3 separate regions of the Sus scrofa genome follow, and regions 1 and 3 are each linked to region 2. The links are chromatin contacts, called in public promoter capture Hi-C and targeted proximity ligation maps. All regions are on one chromosome and are shown on one strand. The core of a region is the stretch at or near the end of the contact, and the rest is flanking DNA. Distances in the headings are between cores, read along the strand shown.

Region 1 (3,963 bases), core at 1,245-3,744, 230 kb before region 2:
TGAATAAATACAACTGTCCATGTTTACAGCAATACCCTGGAAGAGAGAGAAGACAAGAAAGGGTGGGAGTAGGTAAGATACTTTTCTTTATAGTCCAATGCAACCTAGTAAGTATAGAATAGAGAATCCAAAAATCATCACTCTGCGACTCTAACTACTCACACAATATCACCTTGTGATGACTTCCCAGGGCAGAGCTAACAGCGCCCTCTATAGGAGAGACTGTGCAGTCACCTCTTCCATCAAGATGCCCAACTGGCTTCACCAGCACTTGAAACCATCAGGGTGGATGTGCCCTGAGGTCATGCAACAGCAAGTACCTAAGGCCACCAACGAGGTATTCTTGCTAAAAATACTTTTTCTGTATCTCAGCAAGCCTTAATTTCCAATGTACAAAAAATATAGAAAGATGAACTAGGTCAAGCACAACATGAGGAAAACTAGAATCCAAAGCATGGGGTATTTTACCAAACAACTGTCTGGGCTCTTCCAAAAGACAATTTCTTTAAAAAAAAAAAAAAAAAGAGAGAGAGAGAGAGAGAGGAAGAGAGAGAGAGAGACAGGAATGATGCACAGGAACAGATTACATTTAAATGACTTGAGATAAGCCAGCCATTGTATACACATAGTGCATCTTCTTTCATCCATTCAAACACCTGTCAGTGGATACATACAATGGAATATTACCCAGCCATAAAGAGAATGAAATCATGCCATTTGAAGCAATGTGAATGGACCCAGAAATTATCATACTAAGTAAGTCAGAGAAAGACAAATACCATATGATGCAAACGAACTTATTTACAAGACAAATATATTTACAGACATAGAAAACAAACCTATGGTTACCAAAGAGGTGGGGAGCATAAACTGGAATTTATAATTGATAAATACACACTACTGTATATAAAGTAGATAACCAACAAGGACCTACTGCATAGCACAGGGAACTATACTCAATGTCTTCTAGTAACCTACAATACAAAAGACAAAAAAAAAAAAAAAATAATAATAATAACCAACAATGGAAACAAACCTGGAAAATAGGTATAGATATGTGCATACACACACACACACACACACATATATGCATAACTGAAACACTGCTGTACACCTGAAACTAACACAACACTGTAAATCAACTATATATATATATATATATATTCAAACACTGACAGGTGTTTGAATGGATGAAAGAAGATGCACTATGTGTTTTTTTTTTTGCTTTTTAGGGCCCCACCTGCAGCATACGAAAGTTCCCAGGCTAGGAGTCTAATCAGAGCTGCAGCTGCCGGCCTATCCCACAGCCACAGCAACGCAAGATCTGAGCCAAGTCTGTGACCTACACCACAGCTCACAGCAATGCCGGATCCTTAACCCATTGAGTGAGGCCAAGGATCAAACCCACATCCTCATGGATACTAGATGTTTTTAAAAAGAGATAAGATAACCAACTGTATTGCACAAACCTCCAGCAATCTATGACTGGAAAAAATGATGGTAAAAATATTCCTGGCACGGTAGAGGCTATCTGAACCGGACAGCATAGGTGACAGAAACCAATTCCCAGAAACCAATCTTACTCAAAGAGCTTATGGACCCCAAGGTAAGAATTACCAATCGAGCTAATTCACTTATTTTACCTTCTAGAGTAGTAATAAAAATAATGGGACACCCCCAATTCCAAGAGGCAAACTATTAGTCCCTTATGTGTAATGGGGACAGTACAAGTCTGACATTAAGATACAAGGACTGAAATGAAGGGGCTATTAAGAATGGAAACAACTAACTCAAGTATCCTTCAAAAGCATCACACCACACCCACCCACCCACCCACACACATGTGAGCATACAATACACGTCCATGTGGGGAGACCTGAATAAGCTCTGTGGGCTGCAGCAGTGCCATCTGTGCCCATGCCCACCCTGGCTCTAAGCCACACAGGCAGACCCTGGGGAGTGGTGCAGCCGAATCTGCTAAAATCTAACGTCCAAGTCCACGTCAAAGCCTTAGCTTGCTCTGTTTTGTGCACAACTTAAGTTATGACACTGCACTCTAGTTACACAAGATGTGACCACTGGGGGACTGGGTGTGGGTACATGAGGCACCCTGTACACTTTTCTGCGAATTCCTGTGAATCTATAATCATCTTGAAAACAAAACAGAGATCCCATGTCATGTCAGGTTTCAACATGTCCTTAAACCCTTCCCACAACCAATCAGATAAGTGACACGCTTTCTTTAAAAAGAACCCTTCAAAACCCTGAAGATAATCAAAGCCTAAAATAGTTCCAGCCCAAGAAGAAACAGAGACATGAGTACACCTGGAGCAAACGGCCGCCTCCCTTCCAGACTCCTCAGTCTCCCAGACGGCCCCTGTCACCTCACTCCAGGGCGCGCTGTAAGTTTCCAGTCTGCTCTGTCTTCCAGGGTCACACCATCAAGCAAAGCAGGTGAAGTGGACCCAGGGCAGCCAGCCTAGAGCACATTCATTCAGGGCTGCCAACAGCTGACAGCTGGGAGAAGGCCCGCCCGCCACCTCCCTCCCACACCTGCTACTCCTCTGGCCTGTGTCTGAGGAATAACCGGCAGCCTGGAAAACACCTCTCAATTTCATGTGAGCAGTAGGCTCCAGTGGCAGGACGAGTATTAGATGCTCCTTAGGATGCAGCAGCATCCGCACCTACAGCTCCTGAGATTAACCTGAGTGATGTCAGAAGCCACTCGCAGTCCCGCTCTCATCCTCAGAACCCTCCCCAACTTCCCCTCCTGCTGGATCCGAAACCAGAAACGTAAGTTGGAGAGTCTTACTCCCGCTCCCAGGTCCCACCCAGGCCAACGCCTGTAACTTTACAAGAGCTGAGCCCCTCAAGGTGGCAGCGGCCCTTCTCTTCATCCACAACTACTCTCGCGTGGGGTGGGGTGCCCCCACCCACAGCGCAGAGGTTGCTCTGCAAGAGAACAGTGCTCGAGGAACATTGCTGAGAGGCCAACATGGGAAACGGCTGAATGGGTTTGTATCTGCTCTGGAGACTCACCATCTGGTTTTCATTTTACCTAAACACACGGGGTTTTGCATAGTTATTTTTAAAGGAGTCTTGAAAACGCATCTGTCCAACACTGCCTGATTTTTTAGGCAAGGAAATGCCTTTTGTACACAACTCATCCAAAGCGTCTCACCAAAAAGTCACGAAAAGGAGCCATGTTTTACAGCTCTGCTCACAGAGGTGGTGGAGAGGAAACGCGCCAGAGCGCCAGCAAGGACTGCTTAAACGAGGCAGGGACTCGGGGGTAACTCGCTGTCTGGCCTTCCTCTAGTCTGCACTCTCCTTTAAACACGACCCCTCGCTGCCTGGTGCAAAGCCGGCTGAGAGAAGGTGTCCATGGGAGCAGACAAGCTCACTAAGGTGTCCGTGGAGAGGTCGCAACAGGTCAGCTAGGAAGCCAGCAAAGAACCCCAAGTGTCAGGACAGACAGCAAATACCTCACAGACTCGCAAAGATGACATTTTGAGTGGGACGAGTCTGTGTGGCTGCCAAGGAGGAGGGGGCGGGACTGGGAGTTTGGGGGTAAACTATGACATTTAGAGTGCATCAACAATGAAAGTCCTGCTGTACAGCACAGGGAACTATATCCAATCTCTTGGGACAGACCATGATGGAAGACAATAAATAAAGAATATGTGTGTGTGTGTGTGTGTGTACCACTTTGAGGTACAGCAGAAATTGGTACAACATTGTAAACCAAATATGTTAATTTTTTAATTAAAAAATTTTAAATTTAAAAAAAAATGTAACAAGCCTGACAGTACCCAAGTCAGGAAGTGTGCTAGTGACAAGGACAAAGGCCCCTGTGGCTCCAGCAGCAACCTGCAGGAAGGGCCACGGACCACACCGCATGAACAACCGGCTGCGGTACTGGAACCAGAGTAAAGCAGCATCTGCAGTTCCCTCAGCCCTCTG
Region 2 (4,204 bases), core at 1,126-3,625:
GCCTTGTCACTTCTGTGGCTCTGGTCACTGCTGTGATGTGGGTTTGATACCTGGCCTGGGAACTTCTGCATTCCTTGGGCATGGCCAAAAACAAAATTGTGTTTCTTACTCTACAACCTTACAGGAGAAAGGAAATCAACCCTATAGTCCACATCACCCTTCTTCTTCTTCTTCTTTTTTTTTTTTTTTTTGTCTTTTTAGGGCCGCACCCAAGGCATAGGGGTCTAATCAGAGCTGCAGCTGCCACCTACACCTCAGCCACAGCAACACGGGATCTGAGCTGCATTGGCAACCTACACCACAGCTCACGGCAACACCAGATCCTTAACCCACTGAGTGAGGCCAGGGATCAAACCCACGTCCTCATGGATACTAGCTGGGTTCATTTCTGCTGCACCACAACAGGAACTCCCATATCACTCTTCTTAATTTGCAATGGTTCGTCAGTGCTCAAATGTGCGTTTTTATGTTGTAATAGCCGGTACTGCCGTTTCTACTGCTTGGAAAGGACACCAGAGACATCTCCCATGTGGGACCTTGGCATCTGATGGAATGCTGCCTTATCACCTGTGTTTTCCTTATGGTCACCAGACTGTGTCCTGCAGGAGTTCAAGCCTGTGGGCCCCAAGCTGTATACAAAATGGTGCAGCATGTAACTGTGCAGTAGTTAGAATGCAGGTGTCACATGTTAGGTCTGAGTGACAAGCCTGTGACTGACTGACCCTGAAGCAGTCTGAGTAGAATGTAGTTCATCTGTGCCAGGGCAGGCCAGCCCCTCAGTGCCCGGCCTCTCTCCCCAGAGCCACAACTACACCCAGTGAGTCCCACAGAAGAACCGCTCACTGGCCTTCCCCTGGCCTGGGCTATTTCCATGCACGGCCTAACATCTGCCAGTGGAATTGCCTCTTCTCCTGTCCTCTCCAAATTCCCATGCCAAAGCCCTAATCCCTAGTGTAATGGTGTTTGGAAGCAGGGGTGCTGGGAGCTCGCTAGGTTTGATGAGGTCCTGAGGATACCTCCCCCTCCCATGATGGGGTTAGTGCCCTTATAAGAAGAGACCAGAGCCCCTCTCTCTGCCCCAGAGGGACATGGGAAGAAGATGGCTCTGGGCAAGGGCGGGAGGGAGCCCTGATAAGGATCCCAGCTTTGCCAGCACTGGGTCTTGGCCTTCTTGGTCTCCAGAACTGTGAGAAAGAAGCTCCTGCTGTTTTAACTACCCAGCCAGCAGCGCTCTGCCATAGCAGCTCCGCCAGACCAAGGCTTGCTCCAACACCCATGCCGCAAATCATCTGCAGACGGCCCACGTCCTCCTGGGGTCTCGGTGGGAGGCGCTACTGAGTTTACTTTTGTTTTGACTCCTATCTGGGGACACTTGGTTGTCTATGTAAGGTTCTCATTTTGAAGAAAGTAACTCACCCTTAATTTCATTCCCTAAAATAGAAAATTCATTTTTTTTAGGGCCGCACCTGTGGCATATTTGGAAGTTTCTAGGCCAGGGGTCAAATCAGAGCCACAGCTGCCGGCCTACGCCACAGCAGCCACAGCAGTGAGGGATCCGAGCCACATCTGTGACCTACACTGCAGTTCACAGCAACGCCAGATCCTTAACCTACTGAGTGAGGCCAGGGATGGAACACACATCCTTAAAGAGACAACACCAGGTCCTTAACTCACTAGTCACAATGGGAACTCCTGAAAATTCCTCTTTAACTAAACAAAACTGCACATAACAGAGCTGACATTTTCTACCATTTTTAACGCCTGCATGTTCTACTTATGCAGTTGACTAAGTCACTCCCTACTGTTGCGCCAAGTTTTCTGATCCAAACATTTTTATTCCGGCCACTTTTCCCCCAACTTTTAGGTTTTTCCTCAGAGGAAAGTTTCTGGCTAAAGCACCGGAGTTATTTTATGGCTCTTCTCTGAAGCCACATGGTTTCACAAAAGCCTGAAGTCTACACACATGGCACCAGCCATGCAGGAAGGAGCCCACTCCATCCCACCCCCACCCATCCTAGGTCTTGCCTTTTCTCTTTAGTTAACTCGTCTATTGGTCTATTCAGTACCTATAGGCCCTGAGCTTTATTTCACTGTTCATTTCTTCCCAGGCAGACAGAGTTCTGTTATGATGCAGACACTGCAGGCTATCAGTCTGCTAACAATCACAAATCTCTGCCTGAAGCCTCAAGCTTTCAACTCTGACACAGCACTGTCCCCTCTCTCAAATCCCCAAGTGATTCCTTTTAAATTAGTGATCCTTCGAGGATGGGGACAAAGGGTGCAAAAGGCAAAGCAAACAAAGGAACTGATAAGCAGGAAGCGTGTCCTCTGCCACCTGGGGGCCTCCTCCTGCTCAGTGTTCTTCGCAGGCCACCTAGTGGATCCGCGGGGGAAAATGCGCAGCGGGGGTGGAGAGACCCTTTCCCAGTCCCACAGGGAGGACAGCGGGGGCCCTTCAGGACAAGCGCTGGCTCCTTAACCCCGATCAGCTCGGTGTCCAGTCATTTCGCAATTCGGAGGCGGCGGGGGATGGGCCGGCCTCTTCCTGATGAGGCTGTGTGGAAACCAGAGGGGAACGAAAAATAGTCCTTACCTCTCCCAACTGCCCAAAGTTGGGGACTCAGTTAAAGGTATGAATGTCTAACATACCCCACGGAAAGCAAACCGTGAGTCCCATAAACCGAAGTGCCCCCATTACAAGTTTTTATTCACTCAGCAACAATTACTTGAATTCCCAGCGTGTGAGCCAGGCCTGTGCGAACTACAAACAGCTCCAGCCAGGACCTGTGGTCTAGACGGAGAGAAGAGACTCAGGGGTGGAAAGTTAGATAATGGGAGGGGGCAGTAAGGTGTGAGGCCACTGTGAGGTCCCTCTGCAGCAGAATCAGAGAAGCTTCCATGGGGAGGAGGAATTTTTTTTCCATGTGACTTTCTCTTGGGTTATTTAAACAAAATAATACAGACTTATAAAACTTGAAAAAACTCACCCCCCTGCCTTTCCATTCTTAGCAGGGAACCACTGCTGAAGGTTTGCTTTGTGTAGTTCCAGGAGATTTGAGAATGGTCCTTAAAGGATGAGAAGATTTGGTCCATGGGAGCGGGTGGGAGAGGGAGAAAATGGTGGGACTTTTTGGAATGGCAAGAGTTCCCTCTAGGGGCACCCAGCTTTGTTATCTCTGCCATGTATGAATTTTCTGATAGTCTGGGGTCTCTTGAGTGTCTGACAGTATTTACATTTTTTTTTTTAAGAAAAAGGGGGAAAAAACCCAACTAGTTAATCCATTCCAGATACCTGTCTTTTTTCAAATTCCCCAGATTTTTTTCTTCTTCTTTGGTTTGACCACAAAGTGAACCCAAGAGTATGAATCATAAGCCTTCACCTCGTGAATGTTTTATCCTAGGATTTGCATTCAAATCCTCAGCCAACTCAGTGTCTTCCTGCTCTCACTGGCCCTTGGAAGGAAGGGCTGCATTTATCTGTAAGTGTGTGTGTGTGTGGGGGGGTGGTGACAGAGGGCATGTCTGCTCTGCAGCAGCAGAAACTTAACTCCTCATTCAGTTACAAGCAGCTTCATTCTTTGCAGACCTCCTGGACTAGTTTCTGTGCCCCTCTTCTGGACTCACCTCTGTCAGAGGACTAGACAAGCCACAGTAAATCACTATTCATTATTGGGTTATTTGCAGCCCATAAGATCCATGAAGACTGCCTACTCCCTATGGTAGGCTCTGTGCCTAGGACCCCCAATATTTGCAGAATGAATGTATGAGTAATGACCAGGGTCTCACCATAGACACTTTCTACTTGAGATGTGGCCGCAGAGCCAAGTGCATCAGCTGCCAGCCACGTGTGATAGAGAGATGGCTCATACACAGCTGGGCATAGCCCCCACACAGGAAGTCTGACCCAGCCTCCTTTGTGGGTTACCCCAGCTCACTCATCCCAGGGAAGAATTAGAAACTTTCCAGGCTCTGCATGACACACACTCTCCAGGACCCTTTCCCAGCCACCACGGTCAGAAGGGCCCCACAGTCAGGGTGTGCCAGAGAGTCCTCAAGGGCATACCTCCTGGGTGGCGTCACCCTGTGGCACATGCTTGCTTCTCTTCCCCACTCTGGGCCTTCAAAGGGAGAGAGCCTGCTGGACAGCCCAGCATCCATGTCCAACCAGACCCCCTTACCACTTGATCTCTTGGTCAAGTCTTTT
Region 3 (4,390 bases), core at 1,089-3,588, 150 kb before region 2:
AAAAAAAAAAAAAAAAAAAGGACAGTCAGCTTCTAATTTACTTCACCAGCACTCACACCCACCTTGACCCGAGAAGACACAAACAATCCAACTACTGTGTAACCAGGTCAAAACAAGTTCTGGCTAACTCACTTGGAAGACAACACTCAACACTCAGATTAAGCCAGAAAAACTGGGTTAGAAAAAAACTACCGGTGCTTAAACAAACACTGGGGCTCCGGAAAATGTTTTTAAGCCAGTGAGCAGACCACTCGGGGAGTTGCAACACAATCTTTTCCATAATTTTCCAAAGGCTTCCAAATTCAGTTGAGCCCAGCGGGCTGCGTTAACAGGGCTCCCTTTCAAATTCAAAAATCTGGCTGAGGCCCCAACTGTTAACCAACAAAACACATGCTAATTCACTAGAGATCACCTAAGAATACAGACTCAAGTTCAGGCCACAGGCCAGTACACAACCCAGGCCAGTACACAGCCCAGGCCAGGGGAAGCTAGGGCTGGGGAGAGGCCTTGGAGAAGCAGATAAGCCCTATTCACAAAGCAGAAAAGAGACAATAGGATCCACACTTAATTTGGCCTAAGAAAACGGTCTACAGTCAGCTTCCAACCCCCCCACACACACTCCCTCCCCCCCCTGTCCATTTTTAATGAGACAATGACAATTCTTCACAGCCAACCACAAAGCCCTGCTTCATAAGATATTTTTTTTCTGTCCCAATCTTGTACCCAGCTACAACACTCTAACAGGCTACAAAACACCCCCAGTGCAGATAACTTTGAGAAAGCTGTTCAGTAATAAGAAACAAATCAGGACTGGGGAGAATTTCACATTTGTTTCAAATTCTCAAGGCTTCCCCCTCAATTACCTACAGCTAACCCTCATTTCCAGAACAGCAGGGCTAGTCATATCTGGTGTCCAGGAAGTCTTCAGATTTGTTAGTTTCATTTACTGTTGGGGGCAAGTGGGGGGAGGGGGTGCTGTTAGAGAAAGACCTGGGGTGGGTGTGAAATCTGGGCATCCTCTTTGCTCAGAGGCTCTGCCTCTTTTCTGTTTCAATTACACACCTGTCAAACAGGTTATTCCTGGAATTTAGAGTGCATAATCCTCACACTGTAATTCTTCCTGCTCCTATTGCCCAAACACACATCCCTCCTGACTCCCCAAAACATGTACCCGTCAGTAGAATGTATGGTAGTTATGGAGTACTCCCAGGTAACACCACCAAACTCTGCTCCTCATTGAGCGCCTGGCCAGGATTCAAACGAGGAAACACGAAGACGATTCTCAAGGAGGCCAAAGCAGTGGTTTAGGATAATCACAGGCGAGGCCTGCCTATCCAGAATTTTAATTAACACACAAACTCAGAAGGCCAGATTTGGGAGAGACAGGGGGGAAAAAAAAATGTAGATTGATGCAAAAATGCTTTCCCATTTCCTTGAAAAAAAAAAAAGAAAAAGAAAAAAAAAAAAAGGTGCATGCCTAAGAGTGGAGCTTATTTCCTTATCTGAGAGCCAAGAAATGAGGTCTTTTAAGGCCAGTCTGAATATAAACTCTGCTGAAAACAGCGGGACGGCGAGGCCGGACCCCTCTTCCAACTTCGGCTGAGCCTCCGGGCGGCGGCGTGTCCAATCACCCTCCCCGTCGTCCCCGGATCAGAAGTTTCAACCCGTCCCCGGGAAACAAAGGAGGCGCCTGCACCGACCTTATAGACTTGTCCATAGGTGCCATTTCCCACCACTTCCACCAGCTCGAAAATCCCAGCCGGATCCTAAGGAAGAGAGGAGGATGGGTGAGCGTTGGAAAGCAGCACAACAATGAATAAAAGAAGCGGGGCAGCGGGAGAGAAAGGGCGGTGACCGAGGAGGTGGGCTTCGCCCGGCGCGAGGTGGCCGGCAACTGGGGGCCGCGATAGGGGCCCGGGGCGCGCGGGGTCGGGGTCCGGGCGGCGGCGCAGGCGGAGGGTCACGCCCCGGACCCCGCACACGCCGACTCGGGCAGACAAAGGGGCCGCCGCGCCCGCGGATCTGCCCACGGCGGCGCCCGAGCGCCCGGCCGGCCAGGGCGCGGCCCCGCTCCCGGCTCCCAGCGCCCCGCTCCCGGTCCCCCGGCCCCGCGGCGGCCACTCACCCGAAGGGAGGACAGGTCTATGTCCACCAGACTTTTCGCGGGGGAATCGTTCGCCATTTTCCCTTCTCGTCACCCCCAAATCGACCACAATCAATTCGTCTCTGGTGTGTCTCTCGGAGTCGCAGGCCCGGCCGGGTGGCGCGGGCCCGCGGGCGCGGCCGGGGGCGGCAGGCGGGAGCAAGCTCGGGCGCCGGGCGGCGGGCGGCGGCGGCGCTCACTCCATGGCCGGGGCGGCCGGCAGGCCCCCGGGCGTCGCCCGCGCCTCAGGCCCCGGCCCCGCGCCCCGCCGCGCGCCTGCACGAGCGGCCCGGAGCAGGGGCCGCGGCGCCGCCGAGAGTGGAGCCCGGAGCGCGAGGCCGCCAGACAAAGATGACCAGGAGGCGGAGGCGGAGGCGGGCGCGAGGCGGGGGGCGGGGGGCGGTGGCGGCGGGGAGGAGGAGAAACGGGACACCGAAAAGAGATTCTGAGGAGAGCCAACAGCTCCCCCTTTCCTCCTCCGGCAGGAAAAGCGGGCGGAAGCGCGCTCGCGCCTGGAGCCGGGCCGGGGGGGGGGGTCCGCGGCGCGGCGTGAATATTCAACAGGGGTGGGGCCCGGACAAAGGCCGCGCGGGAGCCGGGGTCTCGGGGCGGCGCGGGGGAGGGGGAGCACGCCCTTCCAGCACCCGCGACAAAGGCAAAGCGACCCGGACCCCCGGGCGCAGGGCCGGCCGACTCCTCCCTCCCGGAGCCCCGCCCCGCCGCGCCCGGCTCCGCCGCGATCCCCGCGGAGGAGGGTCCTCCAGGCGCCCTCGCCCCCGCTCTTCCCATCCCCTCCCCCACCCCCGGGTTCTAGTCGCTTAAGACCCTCATTTCCGGTTTCCCTACCTGGTTTCCTTGTCCTTTCTCTCCTTTTCCAGGCTACACCGAGGACCTGGTTAGGTTCGGGATTCACGGAGCATCATTTGTTTTGGCTGCCCGGTCCGGAGACTTTCGCTGGAAACTGAATCTCAAACAGCTCCTCTAATTGCCTTGTGTTGAGTACCTCGCTCAGTAAAGGTGAGCACCGTATTGGGAGCCAGAAGTGTTAACCCAAGTTTAGTGCCTAGAGATCACTGAGGATCCATCAAAGCTGGCTGCTTCCGGCAGCTTTGGCAGCCAGGCAGCAGTTAGGCAGTTTCATCCTATTAAACAAGAATATATGGTCTGCCCAACGGTCATTTGTGTCACATCACTCCACTGACAAAAACTTTCCGTGGCTTCCTATTACCTGCCAGACTGTGAATACAAGTTCTCAAACGTGAGCGCACCTTTGGAAAAACACTGACCGCCGACCCCACCTCCGGAGTCTGCAACGGATCACACTTTGAGAACTGGAGCCGCACTGGATGAAAACCCAAGGCCCTTCCAGAAAGGCTTCACAAACACGACCATCATTATCTACCAGTTCTTGGTTTACATGTAGTATCAATTTAATCTCTCCTTTAGCCCTAGGATGATGTTATCCTCATTTTAGAGAAGAGGAAACTCAAGTACTGAAAGAGAAGGAATTTTTCTAAATTCCTTAAAGGCATTTAAGCCTGGAAGTGGCACGGGGATTCTCACTAGCCTATCCCCAAAATCCAAATCTCTGACTCAGCCAAATTAGTCTTCTACCCAGAATGTTTAGCACTCTCCTGCCTCCCAACAGTTTGGTTTCCAAGATTTTCCACTATTGAGAATTTCTCAACAGGCTAAAATATCTTCAGGGAGTCCTAGAATCCATTGGTTAGGAAAATCGTAGTAGCCAAAGTCTCCCTATGAATTTAGTAGTGCTTTTAAATTATGTTGTTTTTTAATCTACCAACAGCAATGGAATTATCTATGAGTATAAATAATTTACACAGAGTTGGACTGGTGCACATATGACCTTTCAGACCATAGTACTAGTAATAAGATTTTAGGAGTTCCCACTGTGGCACAGTGGGTTAAGTATCCAGCTGCAGCAGCTCCGGTCACTGTGGAGGTGCAGGTTGGATTCTTGGCTCCACTGGGTTAAAGGATCCAGCGGCATTGCCGCAGCTGTAGCTTAGGTCAGAGCTGCAGCTCAGATTCAATCCCTGGCCTGGGAATTTCCATATGCCATGGGTTGGGCTATAAAAATAATAATAATAATTTAGTCGTATTTACTATTAATAATAGGTAACACATATGGGGTCCAAACAATGTGCTAAATCCTTTACATATACTATTTGATTATTCTTCACATTAGTCCCAAATGGTAGATACTCTTACTTTTCCCACTTTACA

The links. Promoter capture Hi-C pulls out the DNA fragments that hold promoters and counts their contacts.
Region 1: a targeted proximity ligation map of skeletal muscle shows a contact between it and region 2, with 6 times the contacts expected there. A contact is called at or near these places in 9 of 47 Hi-C or Micro-C datasets (embryonic fibroblasts, epiblast stem cells, fetal heart ventricle and 3 more) and 2 of 2 datasets of targeted methods (alveolar macrophages and skeletal muscle).
Region 3: a contact with region 2 is called in a promoter capture Hi-C map of liver, with 4 times the contacts expected there. A contact is called at or near these places in 4 of 5 promoter capture datasets (fetal liver, fetal skeletal muscle and liver), 15 of 47 Hi-C or Micro-C datasets (alveolar macrophages, embryonic fibroblasts, fetal heart ventricle and 8 more) and 2 of 2 datasets of targeted methods (alveolar macrophages and skeletal muscle).

The regions. Positions count from the first base shown.
Region 1 is chr3:52,566,732-52,570,694 of Sscrofa11.1, forward strand. The region is part of intron 3 of MAP4K4 (mitogen-activated protein kinase kinase kinase kinase 4); the gene reads right to left. Among named protein-coding and RNA genes, the nearest start is that of MAP4K4, 81 kb to the right of the region's middle.
Region 2 is chr3:52,796,221-52,800,424 of Sscrofa11.1, forward strand. No RefSeq gene overlaps it. Among named protein-coding and RNA genes, the nearest start is that of RFX8, 43 kb to the right of the region's middle.
Region 3 is chr3:52,647,142-52,651,531 of Sscrofa11.1, forward strand. MAP4K4 (mitogen-activated protein kinase kinase kinase kinase 4) reads right to left here and starts at 2,339. Exons shown (of 29, transcript XM_021087163.1): 1 at 2,126-2,339; 2 at 1,701-1,766. The coding sequence starts at 2,182. LOC106509759 (a long non-coding RNA gene) reads left to right here and starts at 1,504. Exons shown (of 3, transcript XR_001307587.2): 1 at 1,504-1,787; 2 at 3,022-3,160.